Linked DNA regions of Danio rerio: region 1 is linked to region 2. The links are chromatin contacts, called in public HiCAR-type maps. All regions are on one chromosome and are shown on one strand. Each heading gives the region's core, a stretch centred on a gene start, on an enhancer-like site or on the middle of the called end of the contact. The rest is flanking DNA. Distances are from core to core; before and after follow the strand shown.

Region 1 (5,912 bases), core at 2,092-4,591, 130 kb after region 2:
TGATGGACAAATTCTGGACCTTTGTCAGTGAGGAATTGGTCTTCCGAATCACCCAAACCCCCCTGGCTACGAACCTATCTCTGATTTTGTTTCCTGATTAATCCCAACCCGAACCTAAACCTAACCCTAAATCTAACCCTACCCATGTACTGTCGAATGAAAGGCATTATCTGACAGGGGTACCTTGATCAAGCTTTATATTATTTTAGCTTACATTGAATAGTGTGTGACAATGTGTCTACCTTAAATCCAATAACATTGTCTTTTATTATAGTTCCATTTTCAGCTTGTGTCTAAAACAGCAGCCTATTTTCCTCAAATGTTTCAAGCAATAATTTTAAAGAAAACAAAATGTCAATTTGCTACCGTTCAGCTATTTTACTTCCATAAAAGTTACTATTACTTATGACAATGCGCTAATAATGCACTTCTTCAAGAGCTGTAAAAAAATGTTGATAAAAAGCAGATATGGAACATTCAACTTGTGACTTTTGTCCTGTAGAAATGGTGTTTACCATTATAAAACACTTAGTTAAAACAGCAATTGCTTATTTGGCAAGTACAACATCAGCACACCATTACTTAAATTGTTTCTGTAGGCTGGGCACATTCCATAACTGTGGTAAACCTAAACTATTCCAAGTTATGTTGTTTTTAGAAGTCAGCACTGATAGCTACCTGTAGCGCAGCAGCACCCTCTGCTGGTCAAATTGGGAAATTGGGGCGTGTGTGTATATATATATATATATATATATATATATATATATATATATATATATATATATATATATATATATATATATATATATATAGTTGAAGTCAGAATTATTAGCCCAATTTTTCCCCCCGAATTTCTGTTTAACAGATTTTTTTCAACTCATTTCTAATCATAATAGTTTTAATAACTCATTTCTAATAATTGATTAATTTTATCTTTGCCATGATGACAGTAAAAAATATTTCACTGTTATTTTTTTTAAAAATATTTTTCAAGACACTTCTTTACAGCTTAAAGTGACATTTAAAGGCTTATTAGGGTAATTAGGCAAGTCATGGTATAACAATGCTATGTTCTGTAGACAATTGAAAAAATATAAAGCTTAAAGGGGCTGATATTGTTAACTTTAAAATGTTTTTTTAATAATTTTTAAAAAAAAACTGCTTTTATTCTAGCCATAATAAAACAACTTTCTCCAGAAGAAAAATATTATCAGACATACTGTGAAAATTTCCTTGCTCTGTTAAACATCATTTGGGAAATATTAAAAAAGAAAAAGAAAAAAAAGAAGCACAAGAAAGAAAAAAAATTCAAGAGAGGGGTTAATAATTCTGAATCCAACTTTATTTATATGTATATGTAACTCCACCAATTTTACACCAGGAACTTTTTGCATGGAAGTTGGTTGTTCTAACAAGCAGGCTAAAGACCATGGCCTCTAGTGTCTATTGCTAGCACCTTTAGAAGTCAGAGGAGTGAGGTTTACCTGCACAGCACTTCACTAGCTGGCCTCCGCTAGTACACTCACTCCCCTAAACCTCACTCCCATCCGGGTTACGGCACCAATGTATCCATGCCATCCAATGTATCCAATGTGTCCTACGCAACCCAACCCACTCTGACCTGAGACCATGGCCCTATGGTTTACCTGCACAACACTTCACTAGCTAGCTTCCACTGTGTTTGCCACTCCCAGGCCCAGTTTCACAAACAGAGCTTAGATTAAGCCAGGACTATAGGCCATAGTTAAATTAGGCTATTTAAGACACATTAAAAAAAATGGCCTTAGAAAAATATATTATTGGTGTGCACCTGGAGACAAATATCACACTGACATCAAGTTATTTTAAGTTGAAACAGCTCAAACTTGCAATTTAACCTTGACTAGCCTTAAACCTTCTTTGTGAAACCGGGGGTTATTGTTTCACACCACAAACCAGAAGAGCTGGGCCTTTTTAGTTACCATACATATCCCATATTTTGAAAGGTTCTTCCACCCCAAAGATGCTTTAAATATTTTTTCTTAACCCTTATGTTCTTTTGGGGATGTTTTTATCCACTCTGGGGTGATTTTGAGTCTTAATTTAGCCATAACTTTCTCTGTGTTTCAGCTAGCAGAATGATTTATGGTGACAAATCTTATTTTGACACATTTTGAGAAAATGCTTTAATTTTTAATTTTTTTTTTAAAGAAAACTCAACAATACACTCTGAGCAAATTTACTACCCTTTTGTTATGTTCGGGATGAAAACGAAAACATCCACTGAATTAAACTGCTGTAAATATGCATCAGATACATTTTTTTTTTGCATTAATCTGTTAATAATAAACCTCAGTCCTAATCAAAACTATTAAATTGTTGAGAAAATTATAGGATTTTAACTCTTTAATTGCCAAATTCAGAAATTTCATTCATTCATTTTCTTTTCGGCTTAGTCCCCTTATAAACCTGGGGTCGCCACAGCAGAATGAACCACCAACTGATCCAGCAAATCATAAACTCATAAATTATTATCATTATTTTAAAAAATCTTTTATCAAAGTCTTGGACCTGTGTAACATAATTGCCTTTGATGCATTGTTTTTTTTTAAATTCATTTTTATTTTATTCTCCCTAACTTACTGTTGGTGGCTGTTTTTGCCCTGATGACTTTCATTAATTACACATCTTTTTTATTACAAAACCATGACACCATATGATCATGCGTTTTTGATTGTTGGTGGTTTTCCCTGAAAGAGGTCAAATTTGTCAGTTTTTACTGTTGGAATAATAAAAATAAAGACTGTGTATTTATGCACCATCAAAGGTGATTATAATGTAAGTCAACAGGGCAAAAACAGCCACCAACAGTAAATCAGGGAGAAAAAAAATGTAAATCCAACAATGCATTAAAGCCAATGTTGTTACTAATTGTTGACATGTCCAAGACTCTGTTTAAAGTTTTTAAAAATTCAGTCCACAATGACTTTTTATATTGAAAATACGTCATTTTGTGTGATTTCTTTTCACCAAATCAGTGAAATTATTTGTGAATTTGCCAATTAAAGAGTTAAAATTATATAATTTTCCAAACAATTTAGTACTTTTGATCGGGACTGATATTATATATATTCATATATATATATATATGTTATATATATATATATATATATATATATATATATATATATATATATATATATATATATATATATATATATATATATATAATATTTATTTATCTGATGCATAATTACAGCAGTTTAATTCAGTGGATGTTGTTATCCTGAAAATAACAAAAGGGTAGTAAATTTAAACAGTGCACAAGGGTTAAATTATGAGCGAAATCCCTCAATCCAACTGCAGCAGGTTGTTTTCCGGTGTCCGCTGGATGGCGACATCTCACAACATTTCTCTGTGTGGACAGTACAGTTGGCCCAGATTTTGTGAAATGGAAAGACGCAAACAGGTGACCATTGGAAACTGAAATAATGAATTAGTAAATTACTATTTTTGGACAAAATCGTCATGATTCAACGCACATAAAGAGCTGACGGGCGTGATGTCATTCAGCTGGGTCAGAAGCTTGAGCAGTGAGTAACAGCAGCCAATATGGCTAAATTTAGCAGGAGAGATTCAGTCACATCTGGGTGGAAAACTCTCTCTCTCTCTCTCTCTCTCTCTCTCTCTCTCTCTCTCTCTTTCTCTCTCTCTCTCTCTGCTTTAAAACGGGCTTGCTCTCTCACACATAAAAAGCTTGTGTGAGCGTGTGTTTGTGTGATGAAAGGCTTGTGTATGTGGTTGAAGGCAATAATTACAGCTATTCTCCAGAGCTGATAGTCAGAGGTCACACCCCTTCCTGTCTGAGGAAGAGAAAGATTTATGACTCCTGCTAACACACACAACCTGCATCACCATTGCACAGATAAAAAAAAAAAAACTCTACTTTATTTAAATGTCAAAGTTAAGACTCCATGTTATCAATGTCAATGCTTATGACTTTTTTTATTTTTAAACAACCCAAATTATTAGTCATCATAGGATTTTTTAAATACTATTTCATTCTGCCTTCTCTTTTAAACTCAAACAAAAGCATGCTTATCGCATAGGCCAAGGGGTGTCCTAGAGAGTTTAGCTCTAACCCTAATCAAATACACCTGAACCAGCTAATCAAGCTCAGATATACTGTACTTGACATTTCCTGGCAGGTGTGTTAAAGCAAGTTGTAGCTTAACTCAGCAGGACGCCGGCCCTCCAGGACTGAGTTTGGAGACCCCTGACATAGGCTATAAATAGTTGGCTTAATATGTATCAATACTGACATTTTTGTTTCCATAAAATGCTTTGTGATCAAAAATCAAGGTTATTTAAGCATATATTCCACCTTTCTGAAGTTGATCAATTATTTATCAGGTGTTGTGTTGTCTATTAATGAATATAATCATGACTGAAAGCATGATATGTTTTTTGTTGTTATTTTTATACCACAAATGCTGTAAATGATGGCAACAAGTGGCTTAATGCTAGTGTACAATATGATTATTTAAAAAAAAGAGAAATATAAATAATACATTAAATCTCTGATTAATTGAACTAGAACTTGTACAGTTTTGACAATAGTTGTAAAAATTGTGAAATATGTTTGCATGAGGCGGATCATTCCCCTGATATAGAAAGGAGCAAGTAGAAAGAAAGCGAGTGAGTGTTTGTGTGATTCAAGAATGAAGGTTTAAGCTAAAATCAGAGTGAATATGGGTGAACAGAATCACTGAGAAACACCAAATTTATAACATTCACTGCTAGTATTAGTAGAACAAATGAGTAAACAATTAAATTTAAACCACTTTAAAGAAGAGGTAAATAATATCACCACAGTAACAGTACAGCAAGTAACATACACTCTAAAAAACAATGAGTTATTTATTTAACCCAATGCTTGAGTTAAACATATTTGGTGCTTTGTTGGGTTATTTTTAACCTTTATTAGGTATTTATTAATAACTCAACCAGTTGAATTAAATATTTGGTGCTTTGTTGTTGTTGTTTTTTTTAACCTTTATTAGGTTATTTATTAATAACTCAACCAGTTGAGTTAAATATTTGGTGCTTTGTTGGGTTATTTTTAACCTTTATTTTGGGTATTTATTTAATAATTCCATCAGTTGGGTTAAAAATTTGAATTTCAACAACTGATTTAACTGACACAAAACAGCTGTATTAAACGTGCATAATGTTGTTTTTGTGTTTTGTGCAATTTTGTTGTTATTTTTAACAATTGACCTCTGCGTCGTGGTTTTTATATCTGTTTTACCATCCGAGATCATCTTTTAGAAGCGTTTTAATGCGTTTGGATGTTGTTAAAATGTATTGTACATTGTGGACACTGAGTGAAGCCTTCTGCAGCTGCTGAACAGCCTCTACAGCAAACAGAGCTCCATATTCTGCACATGATTTTCTGCTTGCACAGTTTATAACTGTCTCCCCTTTGTTATTCATTGATTGTGATTCTTGATTTGTTTTAACAAAAGTTTCTGGAACTAAAATGAAATGGAAATAAAGCATTTTCAATATAATAGTAATAGTTATAGTAATTCAGTAATAGTAGCAATAGTAATACCAGAATGGAAAAAAATAACATTTAATCAAAATAACCCAATGCATTGGGTTAAAAATAACACATAGTTAGGAAGGTGCTATAATAACCTATAGTTGGGTTATATGTTGCAGTATTTTTAACCCAACTATTTAAACAAAGTAATAGATTGTAAATCTGTTCCGCTTTATTTAGATGTTACTATTGTTAAAATGATTTTCACAAATTGTGGAAATGTTTGTATGTCAAGAATGAATGTTTTAAATAAATGTGCAGGATCTGACCTTTTTTTTTATTACATTTGAGACTGACTGGAGTTAAAAAAAAAAAGTATTATTTA
Region 2 (5,887 bases), core at 880-3,379:
ACACATTAAATCAAATGTAAAGGAAAACCCTATACAGCAATATAATACTACTATAAAAATAAAAATAAATAATAAAAATAATATAAAAACTACAAAAGTAATCTGACTGAATCAAGGTATTCATGTTTATACACACAACATCCTCAAACTAAAGGTAAAAATTTTGGGCAAATATCCAGTCCTAAATTTGTTCTTTGTTCCTTTGACCTTCAGTTTGAACCTAAAGTCCACTCGGAGTTTCCAACATTGTTTCTATCAATTCACCAAAGGAAACAATTCAAATGGTTCAGTGTTCACTCTCTCACTCTCACTCTCTTTCAGGGAAGTAAACTAAATAACCATGTTCTGTATTTTCCAGGCCAGTTTTTCCTCTCTGCTGCTTCCTCGTTGCACCTTTTTGACTGACAGGCCAGATAAGATCACATTGCGGCTTTGCTTTTGTGCTGTTTTTTTTTTTGTTTGTACACATGTGCTGCTGTTTACGTATGCATGGAAAGCCCTGTTGGTTTTTTCCCCTGAGTCTGCATGTATATAAATCTCTTCTCACCTGCCCTAATTCTCATCTGCCTCTTGCTCTAAACATCTTAAACACACAGACAGAAGAACAGAGAGAAAATGAGTCGGATTTCAGCGTGTGTGATGGTGCTGACAATCGTGGCGCTGGGTTTACTGTGTACTGATGCTGCAGCTGTGTGTAAGTACATTTTGTCTTATTTTAGCACTTATTTTGGATTTTATTCCTTTTACTGGAATAAGCTATTTGCTTCTCGGAGATGTTGATTTGATTAAAAAATAATAGGTTCATATTGTGAAATGTAAAAATCAAATAAAATGTGCAGATTTGGGGCTTTTTGTTGTGTTTTTTTTTTTTTTGCTGTGTGAAGATAAAAAACACTCACCTTAGTTGAATTTTGGTTTTAAAAAAAGTATTTTGTTATGTTTTTTTATTAGTTTGGGTCCGTAGATTGAAGTTACAGTATACATGCACCAAAATAAATGTTTTTTGACTTGTTTCTAGTCCAAATATCGAAATATTCTTAACTCAAGAGGCATTTTCTATACAATCAAAAATATTGTCTTGTTTTCAAACATAACGTGTCAAAATGTATTTAATTTTACTTAATTTAATAACAAGCTTAATAATCTGCGGGGTAAGCAAAATAATTTTAAAACAGGATTATTATGCCTAAGGATTATTAAAACAAGATTATTTTGTTTTAATTATGAGAAATCATTTAATCATAATCAATTTAGCTCATAATCTCTAAAAACAAGACAATATTTTTATCTTTACTAGAAGATGCTTTTTGATTTAAGGATTGTTAGATATTTGGACTAAATACAAGCAAAAAGGAGCAAGATTTTCCTCAAAATTAGCAGTTCAATAGACTTAAATAGACACTTTTTGGCCGTTTTATTAATAATAATTAATTAATTATTCATATTATTGGCAAAGACATTTAATTATTATTAGACCACAGCTTTATTTTTAACTAAATTCAAAAACAACCATTTTATTTAACAAAAATTGGGTAAATTTATTCATTTTCTGCCATTTCACAGTATTTCAAGAATTAGGGAGTTGTAAAAAGAGATTCCCAAAACTTAATATGTACAAATCAATCAAATTTTTGGTGCAAAATGTATAAAAATTATAAATAATTCCTTATTTGCATATTTAAATATAACATTTTTAAAAGCCTGTAATACAACAACAATAACACAAAGATTACAAATCTTAATCTAATCAATCAACTATGAAAGCATAATCATTAGTTAATTTTAAAGATTATTTTAATTCTATTCACATCACAAAATAAACTCAATTTGCGTGCTTTTTACAGCGTGTTGCAGAAAGTATACCAAAGGAATGATCCCGATGTCATTAATCAAAGGATATTCCATTCAGACCATTACAAGAAGCTGCCACATTAATGCTGTCATGTAAGTACTGCATTCATCCTATGTAGTGCATCATATATGATTAAGCTCTTGATAAAAATCAGAAAAATGAACTGAAAGATGCTCATTTACCTGACAGATTCCACACAAACGGAGGCAAGAACATTTGCACAGACCCGTCCAAAGGCTGGGTGATGGAAAGCATCCGTAAGCTGAGGTAAAGCTCGACTGCTGTGGATAAATGAACAATAATTAACTGAAATGCATTGATCTAACGTTTATTTTCTGTCTTTCTGTTGTACAGGGAGAAGGTGCAAGCAATCAACAAAAAGAATTCCAAAGCTTAATCTGACAACTCCAGTGACTAAACAGATGTTATTACAAGAATCTATTTCTTTATGAAATTTGATATGTCTGCATATTTTTATATGCGTTTTAAATCTATTATATGTATTTTATAGTGTTTATTTTTTGTGTACTTTTTTTTAAAACCAATGCATTAAATTAATTTTTCCATGTAAAGTGAAACCTTGTCTTTTGTGTTTATTTATTTACTATTTTACTATTTACTATTTTAATTATTTTAAAATAATTTAAACAAATAATTAAAAAATATTATTATACTGCATATAAAAAAATATATATAGAATATTATATTATATGACATTTAATCTGTGACTGTATTAAAAGCGTGTTCATTTAAACAATGCCAAGGTGGAAAAAAAACTCTATGAATACTTGCACATGAAAAAATTAATTTTGAATATTCAAATTCAAATTTGAATTGTCACATACAGTCAAACAACACCGTATTATGTGCAGTGAAATGCTTACATTAAATCAGCAATGTAATAATAAAATATACAGTGCTCAGCGTGTAAGCTCACCCCTCAAAAATCTCTTTAAAATTCATATTTTCAATAGGAAGCTATACAATATTTGTGCATATGCATTAGATTAGTCAGTACTGAAGCCAAATCTGGAGCTTATCTAACAAAATAACTTATGATAACAGTTCAAAAACTAGTACAGCCATATTTAAAAGTTATAGAAAAATATTAATTAAAAATTTAAAAGAGAAAAAATCAAAAGAAGCAAAAAAATGAAAAAAGAATTGTTAAGGTTTTGTAGTTTTTAATAAATTTTTGTTTAATGTTTTGCTTGAATTTAACTGTATTATCTTAATTTCAATTGTTTAATAAATCTGTTGTTTAAATGCACCAAAATACATTGCCAATATTCACTGAGAAATCGATAAAAAAAAAATGTATTTTCAAAATGGGGTATCCTTAATTATGCTGAGCACTGTAAATGCTTATATTAAATCAGCGGATGTAATAATATAACAATGCTTACATTAAATCAGCAGATGAACTACAGTATATCTTGAATTATTTACCCATATTTCATGACACAAAGGAAGAGAATAGACTGAAGTGCAGCGGAATTCATGCAGTAATACAAGAATGCGAGTTTATTTGAATAATGGTCAGTAATTGGCTAAAATATAGAAAGTTAATGAATGAGCTAATAGTAAGGCTTAAGAGACAAAAATTCCCCTTGCATGCACACTTTAATCTCTGGGAAATAACTTTATTGCATCATCTATGATGAAACGCTGGAATGCAGCAGATCAGCTCCGTAGTTTAATAAACAAACTTGAAAGATAATCTGTCAAATGAATACTTAACGCATTGTTCTTTTCCTGTAGGGCGAACTTTATACAGACTAAAAAAATTATAATAATAATCTCAAAATATCCACATGGTGTCGCCCTCCTCTATAAAATAAAATATTGACTCTATTGACCCAGAAACTGCAGAAACAACAGAGCTAATTAATAAAGTTAATTTTGTCTTCTTTTTCTTTCATAATTGTATAAACTATTCCTAAAAGCTAGCAAATTGATGCAATATCATTTAATAACTGTATTTTCTTTTTAAATATAATTTTTAATTGTTTTTTGATTGTGAAAAGGTTCTGGAAATTTCTGTACAAAAATAAAAACTATAAAAAATATATTAAAAAAAGAACGAGATTATTATGCAATTTGTTGATTTATTTAATTTATTAGTAGGCCAACCTTAGATTGTTTAAGCAGTTTATGTGCATGGAGATAGAAGGTTACATGAAGAAACAAAAGCAAAGCCTACCAAAATTTTCAAAAATTATAATTCTTTCATAATTTACCTCATGTTAATGTAAATTCACGTTTTTTATTTGTCTGTGAAACACAAAAGTAGTTTGTTGGTTAACTTATATTTGTCCATAGGGAGATTTCATTTGCAGCATACACTCACAGACACATCTGACATATATACTATATATAAATCAATCATTTAAAAACATGGCAGCCCTACTCTAAATAAATATCCAGTCTACTAGCCATCGAGAGAGGAGAAATTTAAAAACTTAATTGCTTGAAGTATAAGTGATAATTTTGTCTTATTTCTTGCTCATCTGCTAACACAGTATCGACGACCTGATGGTAACAACTGGAAGATATTTGATAAAGGTTGTCTCTCATCATTGACAGTCATTATAGCCTTATTTAGTACTCTTCCTTTGTATATACTATCAATACTCTTTAATTTTATTCCCTACAACTTACTGGCACCTTCCCCAGTGACCTCTTCTGGGCTCAGAAGCATTTCCATACCATCAGATTACACAAAATGTTGCAATACTTTCAATAAAAGTACCATAAAAAATGATCAACAGTGTGTTGTCAACATTAAAAGACAATAGTTTAGGGAAAATGAAGATTATCAGACATAGCCTAAAGTACTCACATATCAAATACAAAAAATAAAGTAGCCTACCTAAAATATAATATACACTTTTCAAAAAGAAATTATGTTACACTGTAGCAGAACATGTTTCCATTTTTAGTAGCCTAAAACACTTTAGAACTTGAATATTTAGCCAAAACAAGGATTTTATTCAGATAACCTTTCAAACACCAATTTACTCATTTATTTTTTTTACCTTTGAAGTGAACATCTTTTTGGACGGAAACCTCCTTGAAGAACTCGAGACCTATTTATAGCCTAATTAGCTATAGGCTATATCTTATTAGCATGTTGACTTGCCTTGACTTAGGCTAACTTTAGCTATATACAAAACACATCAATTACTCTTTGGTGAGTTAAAAGAATCCCTTAATGGATCATTTGTCTTTTTTGGCAACTTCTTGGGACATTTTGTAGCCATTTTGGACTCAAAAGCACACACTTCCTGAGGCTGAGTGGTTTAATTACCAGCGACGCTCTTCAGTCAATCCGTGACTATATGACATCATTCGTCTCTGCACGGCTGTACAGAGGACTTCCTGTTAAATAATGAAGAAACACACACACACACACACACACACACACAGACACACACACACAGAGAGAGAGAGAAAGTCAGGAATTCAACAACAAAACAGCTCCACTTGCCCAGCTTTAATCTTTCCTTTTAAGCAATCGCACGGCAAACTTCCCCTGCACATGAACTCAAACACGTATAGTGGTAATTGCTGTTCACACCAGCCAAAATTCTAGTAGATAAAGACCTAAGAATTAGATAACTAGGCTATTTCAGAGTTCAAATCCCGATTTAGGCGTTGGACATTTATTGATTTATTGTCACATGATCATTCTTTTCATCTTTGATAGACATTTAGAATAAATAATGAACTTTTAAAGCCCAGGTTAAATCAAAATGAAGGCTACAATGTGTATTTTGCTAACACACTATATTCTTTAAGTGAATAATTAATCCATAATTTAATCCACTGAACAAAAAGTTTGTTTTGGTAATCTTCAAACTAAATTTGACCATTTGCTTCCGCGTTTGGAATGGCTGTCATTCTCTGTTGACATCAGTTTGACCTCAATATTCTGTTTTTTTTTTTTTTTTTGTAAGGCCATCATTATGTGGTCTCAGCAATTTCCAGTTCACACAGACTTTAAGGTATTCAGATGGTTGTTGTTATTTCATT

The links. HiCAR-type assays count read pairs that join an accessible place to other places.
Region 1: a contact with region 2 is called in a HiCAR-type map of caudal fin, with 7 times the contacts expected there. The contact joins the promoter of camsap2b here to the promoter of capn10 in region 2. A contact is called at or near these places in 4 of 18 Hi-C or Micro-C datasets (caudal fin, embryo, hematopoietic stem cells and 1 more) and 2 of 4 datasets of contacts at active chromatin or transcription factors (caudal fin and embryo).

Annotation. Positions count from the first base shown.
Region 1 is chr2:48,490,741-48,496,652 of GRCz12tu, forward strand. camsap2b (calmodulin regulated spectrin-associated protein family, member 2b) reads left to right here and starts at 3,342. Exons shown (of 18, transcript XM_073929906.1): 1 at 3,342-3,448.
Region 2 is chr2:48,359,494-48,365,380 of GRCz12tu, forward strand. It overlaps capn10 (calpain 10), which reads right to left and starts at 2,130. Exons shown (of 15, transcript XM_073929582.1): 1 at 2,035-2,130. It overlaps ccl20a.3 (chemokine (C-C motif) ligand 20a, duplicate 3), which reads left to right and starts at 462. Exons shown (of 4, transcript NM_001136254.2): 1 at 462-694; 2 at 1,845-1,944; 3 at 2,042-2,119; 4 at 2,207-2,425. The coding sequence starts at 616. The coding sequence ends at 2,249. LOC101886114 (a long non-coding RNA gene) reads right to left here. Exons shown (of 3, transcript XR_012393934.1): 3 at 4,891-5,233.